Linked DNA regions of Danio rerio: region 1 is linked to region 2. Evidence: chromatin contacts called from public Hi-C data. All regions are on one chromosome and are shown on one strand. Each heading gives the region's core, a stretch centred on a gene start, on an enhancer-like site or on the middle of the called end of the contact. The rest is flanking DNA. Distances are from core to core; before and after follow the strand shown.

Region 1 (6,407 bases), core at 1,208-3,707, 190 kb before region 2:
CCAAAGGAAAATACTAACTAAATTAACTAAAATCTTTGTGAATAGTGTGTATGTATTTACTTTGAATATGATTATTATTTACACATTGGGATCTTTATGGAAGATTAAGTTCATCGGAAAGGCCTGTAGATGACACTGTTCACCACATGCTAATACTTAAATCATAATTTTTTTTTTCACTTCATATCATCACTAGATGCACGCTCACGCAGCCAAGCACACGCACGCACGCACACACACACACACACACACACACACACACACACACACACACACACACACACACAATTAAATACCTCATTACTTCAACTTAAATGGAGTAAATTCACATTTCTCATACAGATTTTTTTTTTTTTTTAACTCAATAGGTTTGTTGAAATCGGTTTCCTCAAATGGTTGGAGTTGCCTTAACTTATTAGGGTTTTACAGCGTAGTTTAAAATGTATATACAAATCAACACCAATGGCATGGATCATGGTTTAAACTAGACTTTAAAGGTTTTTTATTGCAGTATCAACAGGCAATTACAACAGATATAAATACAAAGAGATGTATGGAAGTGTAATATAAAATATTACAACAAAAGCAATGTGACAATTTTAAAGAAATATAATAAAGGTAAAGCAAAAGAAAGACAATGAGAAAAAAAGAAACAATAAATAAATAAGAGAGGGCACATGAAAAAAATAATACAAATAAATGTAGAATATTAAATAAAGTACGTCTTTAATAAGTTTTAAATGCTTTCTTATTATGAGACAATGTGATTATTTTTAGGCACAGTTTCAATTCTTGTTTAAAAAATACAAAATTTGGCTTACATTGAGTAGATTTACATTTATGTGTAAAAAAAACACTTTCCAATAAATAAAATGAGGTTTATACAAAGAGTTGAATTAAGGAATTGTTTTTCTAAAATATAGTCTATAGCCTCAAAAAAAAAAAAAAAAAAAACACAAACCTTTTGGACAATTAGAGAATTCACATCAGACAGGAAAGATTTAACAAAGGGACACTCCCAAAACAAGTGAACAACGGAGTCAGAAGAAGCCTCACAGAAAGACCAAGAGACGTTAATGTCATTTTTGAGTTTCTGTTTAACTATAGATAAAATATGTGTAATATTAAAATATATTTCTTTAATTTTATTTATTAAAAATTTTTTTGAGGGAGTGACTAAACCTATGACCATTTAATATCATCAAAAGATTGTTCCAATAAGAAATAGAAGAAAAAAGACTTTTACATGAAAAAGACATGAAAAAGACTTTTAAGATTATTCAGTTCTATATTCTTACTTGTTGCAGACCTATAAGAACAAGCCTAAATGTAATTAACCTACATGAACATTTAGCAGTTAGTATTCTGCCTACAATCTTTAAGTTACACTCATGCAATGTTAAAGCTGTTAGAATTATTAAATATACAATTATTATGGTTAAACTCAATCAGCTATTAAGGTCTACTACAGTAAAACACCGCCATCTAACGGTCAATAATATATACTACTACATTAACTTTAGAAACTACTTCGATTTATCTTAGCTCCTAAAACTGAGTAAATGAGAGACTTTGTATGTATTATTCATAATCTTAAACAAAATCTGTTCTCCAGTTTCTAAATAAAAGTTTATTTAAGAAATTTCATGTAATTACCCAATTGTAACGTATGTAGCCAATTATAATAACAATATATTATTATTATTGTTGTTGTTGTTGTTGTTGTAATATTATTATTGTACAACAACAATAATAATATTAATTATTATTATAACAATAACAACAACAATATGCGTGTATTATAATATAAAATGGATATTGTAATCAAATGTATTTATGACAGAACCTTTTTTTAAAATGTGTTTTTAACAACACAATCATATTAACCATAACAATGGATGACATCAAGTACAATAATAAACTAGGAAAATTTATAATAATAATAATAATAATAATAATAATAAATATAATCTACAGAGGCAAACTATCAAATTGAATATTATAAGTCCTTATAAAATTTCACAGTTTTAAGTTTTTTTCGGCTGTAAACATTTTGTAATTAAACAATTTAAGTCACAATGTAAATTATGCAACTTAAGTAATGAGGAAAATTTACATTTGTGAATAGAATATTTACCCAATAAAATAAATAAAATGCTTATAAATTTAATCAATCAATCAAAATCAATGTTAAACTTAGATTTTGTTGTAAAAAAGACGGATAAATCAGGCCAAAACACTTTAACATTGGACAAAAAGATCAATCGATTGCATACTTGAGTTACAGAACACACAATTTGAATTAGGATTATCAAATTTTGTTACAATCTCGTTTGTGGCGTAGATATTGTGTAACACTTTTAAATGTAATTCTTTAACTTTGGTGGGGACACAAAATTTGTAAGGTAAGAGCCAAGTTTTTTTCAATTAATTGAATCTTTTACGACGTAACCAGTTGCAACCTTGCAACGTCCATGATGTCGTCGGGGGCGTGGCTTAAGTTGTATGCCACAAAAAGAAAGTGGCTCTAACGGATCAGAAAATGTAATTGTTTATCTGCTGCTACTGAAATGACTCCGAAAAGACTTATTTGCTCGGTGATTTCTCGTTTACATCAGTCGAGTGTTTAACTGAAACACTTAAACATGTAGCACTTTTCTGAGTTTTGACGGTAATCCTAGGTATGCTAACAGTACTCGGCTAAATGTGTGAACTTCAGTCAGCTGTTTCTGGTTTCGAGCTCTTCCTGTCATGGAGTGCGCGAATATTTCCAAATATTCCTGGCTGGATTTGGCGTTCACCGTGATCGGCGTGTGCACCTATCTGTTTGACGTTGGCTCGGACCTGTGGGTCGCGAAGGAGTTTTACGTGCATGGAGAGTTCATCTGGTTCGGGGTCTTGGTGGGCTTCATGCTCGTATCATCTGTCACCGTTCAGCTTTTCAGCTGGTTTTGGCTTCAGTATGACCGCAAACTTGAGAACTTCGAGTGTCAGGAGTCCGCCGGGAATGCCGTTTTGTTCAGTGGAGCGAAAAGAGTCACATTTTCGCTGCTTTTGCACGTTTTCCAGCTGGGACTGTTTATCAGGTGAGACTCTGTAACTGTTTACTAATGATTTATTTACCTTTGTGTTTGAAATGTGTACTCAGAAATATTTTTAAAAGTTACTGTTTCAATTTACAAGTCTGTTTAACCATTTAACTGTCTGTTTAAAATACTGGTTTACACACAGCATTGTTGGTTTACGAAAAATTCAATCAAACATAATTCTATTGCACTACTAACGTTACACTTGACTTTGGTTTTACTGTAAAAACAAACAAAATAGAAAACATGTTAAATGATAATCAGAAATATTTTATGGCACAACGTTACTTAAAAAATAAAGATTATTTAGTATTAAATTTTTTTATATTTTAAAAAAATTAATTGTTCTACACTTCATATTTTATGATTTTTCTTTCATAGTATATTTCGGTACTTTTACCATAAACCGACAAATCAATTTTGTAGAGGTTGATATTTTAGAAATTATGGGATGTAGTGGGGAAAAATGCATTAAATGTGTTAAGTAGCAATATTAGGAGTTAAATGCAATCCAAATCTATATCTATCTATCTATCTATCTATCTATCTATCTATCTATCTATCTATCTATCTATCTATCTATCTATCTATCTATCTACAGGTATCTATCTATCTATCTATCTATCTATCTATCTATCTATCTATCTATCTATCTATCTATCTATATATATATATATATATATATATATATATATATATATATATATATATATATGTGTGTGTGTGTGTGTGTGTGTGTGTGTGTGTGTGTGTGTGGGGTAGTTAAAGGGTTAAACATTTTATAAAAAGAGACAAAAATAAGTATTAATAAAGTTTCTGTAAACATAAATGTCAAATTCCTAGTGGTCATGCAATAATCTACCCAGAGCTGAACAAACTCAGACAAGCTTATTGTGGCTTTTATAATAAATAGTGAGTAGATGTTCTTTCCTTTTAATAAAAATCTGTAGTCTAAGCATGCAAATCCTTTACGTTTGTAAATGCAAATTATTGTGGCTGTGGCAATATTCAGGCACTGCAGTTAGATGAGGATGTCATGGTTACTGCATATATCAATATCCATAATCATTCATATCACGATTGCAAGGTACTAAAATGATTTAAAAGGGGAAGTGGTATTTCAGTTGTACTACTACTAGGACCAGTTAATCGCAGAGTCATGTTGACATTTCCCCTGATTTCCTAACATTTGTGTTGCTCTTTTTATCTCACACTGGTAGATCTCATGACAAAACTGATTAATAACTCACATATGCAGCATGACGAAGAGTCACACTTCAAATGACATTGAGCTTTTTAAAGCAGTAAAGCATGTGATGGCATGTTTGTGGAATTTGATGTACAGTGCCTGCTGCTGTGTTCAGCTGTCATGAATGTAATAATTGAAGACCAAGCTTTCATTTACAGCCGGATGCTTGGGAAATGCAATACGGGTCATTGTTTGTCAAATCAGCCAGATTACAGAAATTTCCCAGGCTCAAATTTCCTGTATATTTTCTTTAGTTTTTTTCAGATGAAATAATATAAATAGTATATAAATAGTAGGGATGTGTCTATAAATAGTAGGCACGGTCTCGGAGTACCGTTTCCATGTCATGGTGGTTTGCCAATAATAAGTACCGATTCTAATGCTTCAAGCTTTATAATGCATTAAACACATTTTCCCTCTAAGTTAATAATTTATTACCTTAAATGCATTTTTTAATAACTATTTAGGTGTGAACATGTCACTTGCTTTACAGAAAGTCATTCATTCATTTTTCTTCGGCTTAGTGCCTTATTCATCAGGGGTTGCCACAGCAGAATGAGCTGCCACAGAAAGTAACAGAACACAGAAATAAAAGTTGGTAGGAATCTAAAGTGCAATTTGGAAACAATGCAAATGATGAAAGAAAAAATCTATGTGTCTCAATCAAGAAAACATTTGGAGCATGTTTGATGCATAAGTTAAAATGCAGACCTTTAAATCTAATACTTCTTTCCTAAAAGGAAATATGCATATAGACTACTGTTTATTGCAATAAGTATATTACAAGAAGTTATATTATTAAATATTCATGTTCTAAAAATTGTTAGGTTTATTTAATCTGAAAACTCCAGTCAGCTTTTAGTGAACTTGTAATATTGTCAAAAACACAGAACTTTCTGTGATTGGTTTATGAGATTGGCGAGTACCGATCAAGTCATAAAATATGATTCTAGGCTGATACCGATCTTCCACCGATCGATCTGTGCATCCCCTAATAAATAGTGTTAAAAATAAATATTTGATTGTTATTATTATGTATATTCACTAACTTACCCACTATTTTTTGTAGAAAGGATCAAAATGACATTTTATTAGGATTTGTCATTAGGAGACAAATGATAAAGGTGTAGCATTATTTTTCAACAGACCTTGTTAGCTCATTTAGTGGGGAGAAAGAACTTCTGTTCTAATGGTTGCATACCTGTAACTTGAGTATAACTATATTTATATATAATCTATTCCAGATTTTGGTGCATAATTTCAATAATTTTTGATCTTTATAAAAATACATTTTCCCACATTTGGGTTTTAAAGTAAAATTGTGAGGTTTAACAGTACATTAAATATACTCACATATTACAAGTGAGATATTTTTGAATGAAAGGTGCATTACTTGATTTTAAAATAATTGAAGGAAACCCGCACTATCTATCTACTGTCTATGATTATTTATTGAACATCAACTATGAACAACTAAAATTAAAACACACATTGCCTGAAACAAACAGTCACTTTTTCTTATAAAAATTTTTTTTTAAAATAACTATACTGCGTGTCTTTGGAGCGACTTTCTTGCTGTGAGGTGATCATGCTATCCACTGCGTCAATGTGACGCTCTTTAGAAAAATACTGTAGGTTAAAAAAAGGTATGACTACAGTACATTTCATATTTTTTAATCTGTTAACATTCAGTTTTGGAGAGCTTCAAAAGCTCTGTGAACCTAGACTACTTTTAACATTCAAAGTAGGGCTGCACGATATTAGAAAAATCTGACATTGCAATGTTTTGTTTTTCTGTGATATATAATTGCAATATGAATACAATTTTACCAGATTACTTAAACAGCTCTGTTTAGTAAGAATTCCGATACAGAAATTTTATATCTAATGTAAAATAGCACTGCATAGACTTCATTGTGTAAATAATTAAGTGAAATAATTTTATTTAAAGTTACATATGGTACAATTTGTTGTGCCTAAATGCTTTAAACTCTTGATATGTACACACAGCCACAGGCCTTAAAAACAGATGTAAATGATAAACTTTTGCTCCTTTATTGTAAAAATGCTCA
Region 2 (5,799 bases), core at 2,484-4,983:
TGATCAAAACAAAGGCAGTAGTACTCTGAATTAGTAGGTTCTTTAAAGATGAAGTCTGAATGTTATGCATGTGTCTGTGAATGATTTGTTTAGAACAAAGAAATATAGGAGCAATTCCAGCATTATGGATGTGGCATTTGAGGTAAAAACTCAAAACTTATAAATCAGAGAAAGTATATGTTAATATTATATTGAAAAATCTGTTTATGAGCAATTCCAGCGTTAAAGATGTAACATTTGCAGTAAAAACTCAAAACATAAGCTCACATAGAAAGTATGTTAACATTTTATTGAAACATCTGATTATATATTCCAGAAAAACTGACCATGGAGTTATGGGAGCAAAAGAAATCTATCTTGTCTGCCGATTTTCTCTGCTCGTGCACAAAACTTCTTGCATGCTCCCTCAAATATACGCTGCCCAAGCGCAGTTCTTATTGTGCGCTCTCAAACAAACGCTGCTGAAAAGTGATTTAGTGCATTTTTGTAACAAGTATGTCTCCAACATTTATTAGATTTGCTAGGAATATTTATGAATGTCTCCAAAAGACCTACAGAGCGGTATTAATGCGTCCTGAAGTAAAGTGTAACGGCTATATGCCGTGTTTGCTGGCCTAACGCATCACGCACCTGTCAGTCAGTCAGTCAGTCAGCATGTAACCTTAAAAGTTCAAACAAATAACGCACAGCACTACTACGGTTACAGAAAAGTTTGTGCTGTTATAATCCATAATGATGCTCTAAATAGAGCGGAGTAACAACTTCTTCAGAAAAACCGCTGTAACTTATTTGTGCAAATTATTTTAACACGCAGACACATTTTTAAAAAATCCAATATGAGTTTTGGTTAAAACATGTCTTTGTTTTCCATGTTAATTTAAATAAATGTAAACAGCACATACAAGGCCTATGATTCCTTTACAAATATTATTGAGAAAAATCCATATTCTATTCTAAAACATAAAACCACTTACAAAAAGCTAACACGTATTCTAATCTCATATATAAATCATCACTTTAATGGTTTTGATTTGAATTGGTATTAAAAAATTAAAAATATATCATTTTAAGTAGTCTATTTAAGCAGTCTAGTAGCCAACTTTTACAACTTTAACACATTCAAACCACTGCAGAAATGTTCTAGCATAGGCCCAATACAGTTCACATACATTTCATATTAAATAGCTTATGCTATTATAAATTAAAACCATATGTCATCTATACCTTTCGTCATGAGCCACGGCTCTGACAGTAACAACATAAATTATTTCGAAGTAGACTAAGAGGGGAGCACAATTGTCAATATGAAGATCGCCAAGCTGAACAGTAGAAAAATACTTTAAAAGGAAATTAAAATAAGAGAGATGACTTTAATGTTCTTTTTTTATTATTTTAAACCATTCTGAGTTTAAATATTGCACTTTTGAAAGGAATAGGGCAGAGGGACTAACTGGGAATAGAACACAGCCAAGAACTATGCTTCTAAAGCTGCGGTCACACTAGAGTTTGTGTGAGCGAAAATATGTCGTATGGTGCTGCGAAAAGGGGCGGGATTAAACAATATTATTAGACAATAAAAAAAAGTGAGCGATTGCTCCATGTTTTAAATTTCTGTCCAGAGAGGTCATGTTTTGATCCTCGATTGGTCTCATGCAGTCATGTGATACGATTTTGCAGGTCATAGTTCACCAAGCTTGAACTTTGCACCGCAGCAACCTGCGAAACTTGACGCATGACCTTGCGTGTCCGATTTGACGATTTCGCATGAGTATGAATGGAAGTCTATGGGGAGACAAGTCCAGTGTTACCGCAGCTTAACTACAGCTCTAGAGGTGTTGTTGCACAGTTTGCGAATGTTCGTTGGAAAGATGGATTTGGGGGACATCAAATTACAAACGCAACTTGCAACCAAGGATGTTTTCTTTCACTACATGAAAGGTAACGTTCAACAACGTACATTTTTTATTTATGTTGCTATTATAGTGCAAATAAAACAGCTTTTAAATTATTTTCTTTATGTTTATTTTGCAGAGTGTAAAACACTATTAGTCAGTTTTGCACTGTATCAAAATTTTGTCAATGTTTGGCAAACCGGCAATACTTACTATTTGGCAAATTCTTTAATTTTGGATTTATACACCATAAATATCATTTGACAAATTTGCTTATGTTATTTTCTTTTAAGTTACTTTAAACTCTTAAGCTAAACGCACTGATTTAATTTGTAGAAAAACACATTTCAGATTAATAATAAACAAATGTAAACACGTTAAACATAACTAGACGACTTTAAGCTTGCCTCATGTGAACCCATATCAGATGAACTAGGTTGAACCCCAGATAATATGGGTTAGAGTCAGATCTTTGCTTTAACCTTGGAGCATGTTTGGTTTTTGTATAACAAAAAAAAAAAAAAAAAAAAAAAAAAAACAGAGTCAAGTGAAAGTGTGCACCATAGCTTTAAATATGACAGGTTAACTAAATCTCACTAGCTCTATACGCTTCTAAAACCCACCCTTTTCCCGAAGATCTACCTTCAGCAGATTTTAGTTGCAACCCATATCAAAAACACCTGCCTGTAAAGCAGTCCGGGTCCTAATTAGTTTAAATGTGATTTATCAGGGCTGGAGCTGAACTCTGCAGGAAGGTAGATCTCCAGGAAAAGGGTTGAGCACTCCTGCACTAAAACAACAACAAACACATTTGACTTGTTGGAAGTCATTAAACAAACATTAGAGCTTTCATACAAACACATTCATTTAAAGTCAAAGCTTTGTGATTATGTAAACTTTATGTATAGATTTATTACACCAAGATGGACATTTTGGCCAGTACTGATACTACTTAATTGTTAACACCTATGAACATTATAAATGTATTTACCTTCACTGTGTATCACTGTGTATCACTGTTTGTGTGTGGGTGGATGAATGTACTTAAATCTTTAGAACCCAAACAAATAATGTTCATAATATAAATAATATTTTTACATTAAGAGATCATGTGCATTTCGCAATTTACAATTATTTAAATACCCATTTAATTTAGTTTTAAAAACATCCACATCATATTAAAAAAATATAGGTCAGTGGAGCTCGACTGCAGGAGTTGCTGTATAAAACGTGCGAACAGAACACTAACGTTACCATCAAAACGAAACAGCAGCAGAGGCATCACAAAGGGAGACTGAACCTCAGATACTGGAGGACGGCTGAGCGGTGAAGGTGAGGACCTCACATCTGCTCTCAGACTCCCTTTTTTGTAGTATTTCATCACAAAGACAACGTTTTGCTTATATGACGCCAAAAAGTGCTGCCTAGATAGGATGGTCGGTATGGTTTGAGACACGACCAGTGTTTCTCTCCAAAACTGTGGGTGGTAAATAAGCAACGCGGTTTAATATAAGACACGCATTGAATGTAATCATATTTGTAAACAAACATAACGGCGTCGATATATATAATACGAAGTAGGAGAAAACTGTTTCCCAGTGGTTGTAGGGTAGGGTTAGCGTTTAGCACAGTTTGAGCAGTTAGCCAACGTGTGTTATTTAGCTCGCGGCTTGCTGACCTTAGCATTTCATACTAAACTGCTCATTAAAACGCTGAAATGCACAGGGTGCCGCAAGCGAATGGGAAAGAAAGTCTTACCATTTCACCAAGCACTACTTTCGAGGAAACTTTATGATCCCTTGAAGTGAAATTCCCTCGGTGGGGCGCCGTTTGTTGTTAGGGACAACTATTTGGCAGGAAGTCGCTAAAAGTTCGGAACGCGCATGTGCAGCGCAGAATCCGACCGGCGCTCGCCATTCGCCAATGCTTTGTTATTAACGTTACTGCATGGTTGACTGCTGCTGAGTACTCTGAGTGAAGCAACACAACTAATTATTTGTTCAAATTTACAGACAATCTATCTTAGAGATTGTTGTATGGCTTATCACTTTTTTTAAAATTAACGTTTATAACTAGTAGGTTTGTAGCTACCATTGCTATGAAGATATTAATATAAACGACAGTCAAGTGACTGAAAATACTGACCAATTAAAAACTGCAACTTCAAATTTTAAGTCATCTCATTAAGCTGAAGAAAATGTGGAGCCATATATTTTTAATATAACAAGATTATTTAAAACAATAGTAGATATGACTGTGTGTTATTCACATAGGTATATATTGTGGGATATATTGATACATAATAATTACAATGAGGTACAGCATTGTGTTTTTGACCAATCCATTACAAAGGATTCTTTAAAAAAACTAGGTCAAGAACAGAACCCTGAGGAATCCCAAAGAGGACAAGGACAAATAAACTCACCACAGCAACTGTTCTTTCTTGCACCACTTTACGCAAGGCCAGAATTCCTAGTTCTCACCCCACTGACCTAAGCGGTCAAGGAGATCACATGATCCACCATAGGGTCATAAGCCAGATCAAGATGTGCTAAAATAGCATTTCTTGTAATCTACGATCCTCAACAAATCATTTGCCACATTTAGAACAGCAGTTTCCATGCAGTGTTTGATCTGAAACCTAAAAAAAAATCTTAAAACTGAAGAGTGTTGCTGAGAAATATTCTTCTCCAGTATTTTGCCTATATTGGTTGAATTATTTAACAATATTGGGAGAATAATTAAAGAATAAAATTTTGTGAACAGTAGTAAACTGAATTAAGATGTTGGATTATTTTCAATTCTAACTAGGTGGATAAAGGTAAGCTTGATCATACTGGGGATCTACATGAGAATAGATCTTCATCTTTGATGGTCATCACAGGAATATTCCAACAAATGATTTCAACAAACTGTATAAAAACTAACAAACTGTATTGCAATTTTTTAAAACTCTTTTTGAATGTAAATGTATTTGGTGTCTTTTTGCTTTTACACAGTGGCACGGTGGCTCAGTGGTTACCACTGTAACCTCACAGAAAGAAGGTTGCCTGTTCGAGTTCTGGCTGGGCCAGTTGGCATTTCTGTGTGGAGTTTGCATGTTCTCCCCGTGTTCACATGGGTTTACTCCGGGTTCCCCCACATTCCAAGTATATGTGAATTGAATGAACTAAATTAGCCGTAGTGTGAATGTGAGTGTGTGAGTGTGTGTGTGTGTGTGTGTGTCTGTGTGTCTGTGTGTGTGTCTGTATGAATGTGTCCCAGTAATGGGTTGTGGCTGGTAGGGCATACTTTGTGTTAACTAATGCTGGAATAGTTTTCGGCCTTAATTCTTCTCTTGGTTTTTTAAATCACTAAATTGTTTGGCTCCTCACCTGTCAGACCTGTTGACTGAACATCAGCCTAGTCAGTCTCTTTGGTCATCAAACTAGAGACTATTATGTATCCCTAAGTCGACGCTGAAATGCTGGGGTAATCATGCTTTCGCAGTAGCTGGTTCTATCTTGTGGAGTGCTCTGCCCCTCTGTATTAGATCTGTATAATCTCTGACTGTTTTTAAATCTAGGTTGAAAACTTACCTCTTTGATTTGGCATTTTATCAGTGAGAATTGTTTGTTTTACTCTAATAATTATCAGTGAAAATTGTTTGTTTTAGCTATAATTTTATATCTTTCTCTGTGTGATTTGTATTGTGCAGCACATTGGTCAACCTTTGGTTGTGTTTAATAGTGCTATATATAAAAAAAAATGACATTCCCATTGACTTTCTGCCGTGGCGACCTCTAAAAAATTAGAGACTGAGGTAAAAAAAAATGAAGGAATGAATGCTATTAACACAACAGACAGGAACTCCATGACCAGCAACCCAACAACGTCTGCTACTGTCACATTTACTTTTGGTTTACAT

Evidence for each region. A called contact is a pair of places that touch in the nucleus more often than the background predicts.
Region 1: a Hi-C map of an unstated tissue shows a contact between it and region 2, with 4 times the contacts expected there. The contact joins the promoter of xkr8.3 here to the promoter of eya3 in region 2. A contact is called at or near these places in 2 of 18 Hi-C or Micro-C datasets (caudal fin and an unstated tissue) and 1 of 4 datasets of contacts at active chromatin or transcription factors (caudal fin).

Annotation. Positions count from the first base shown.
Region 1 is chr19:27,488,953-27,495,359 of GRCz12tu, reverse strand. xkr8.3 (XK related 8, tandem duplicate 3) reads left to right here and starts at 2,457. Exons shown (of 3, transcript NM_001006014.2): 1 at 2,457-3,086. The coding sequence starts at 2,752.
Region 2 is chr19:27,300,707-27,306,505 of GRCz12tu, reverse strand. It overlaps eya3 (EYA transcriptional coactivator and phosphatase 3), which reads right to left and starts at 3,733. Exons shown (of 19, transcript NM_001080052.1): 1 at 3,651-3,733.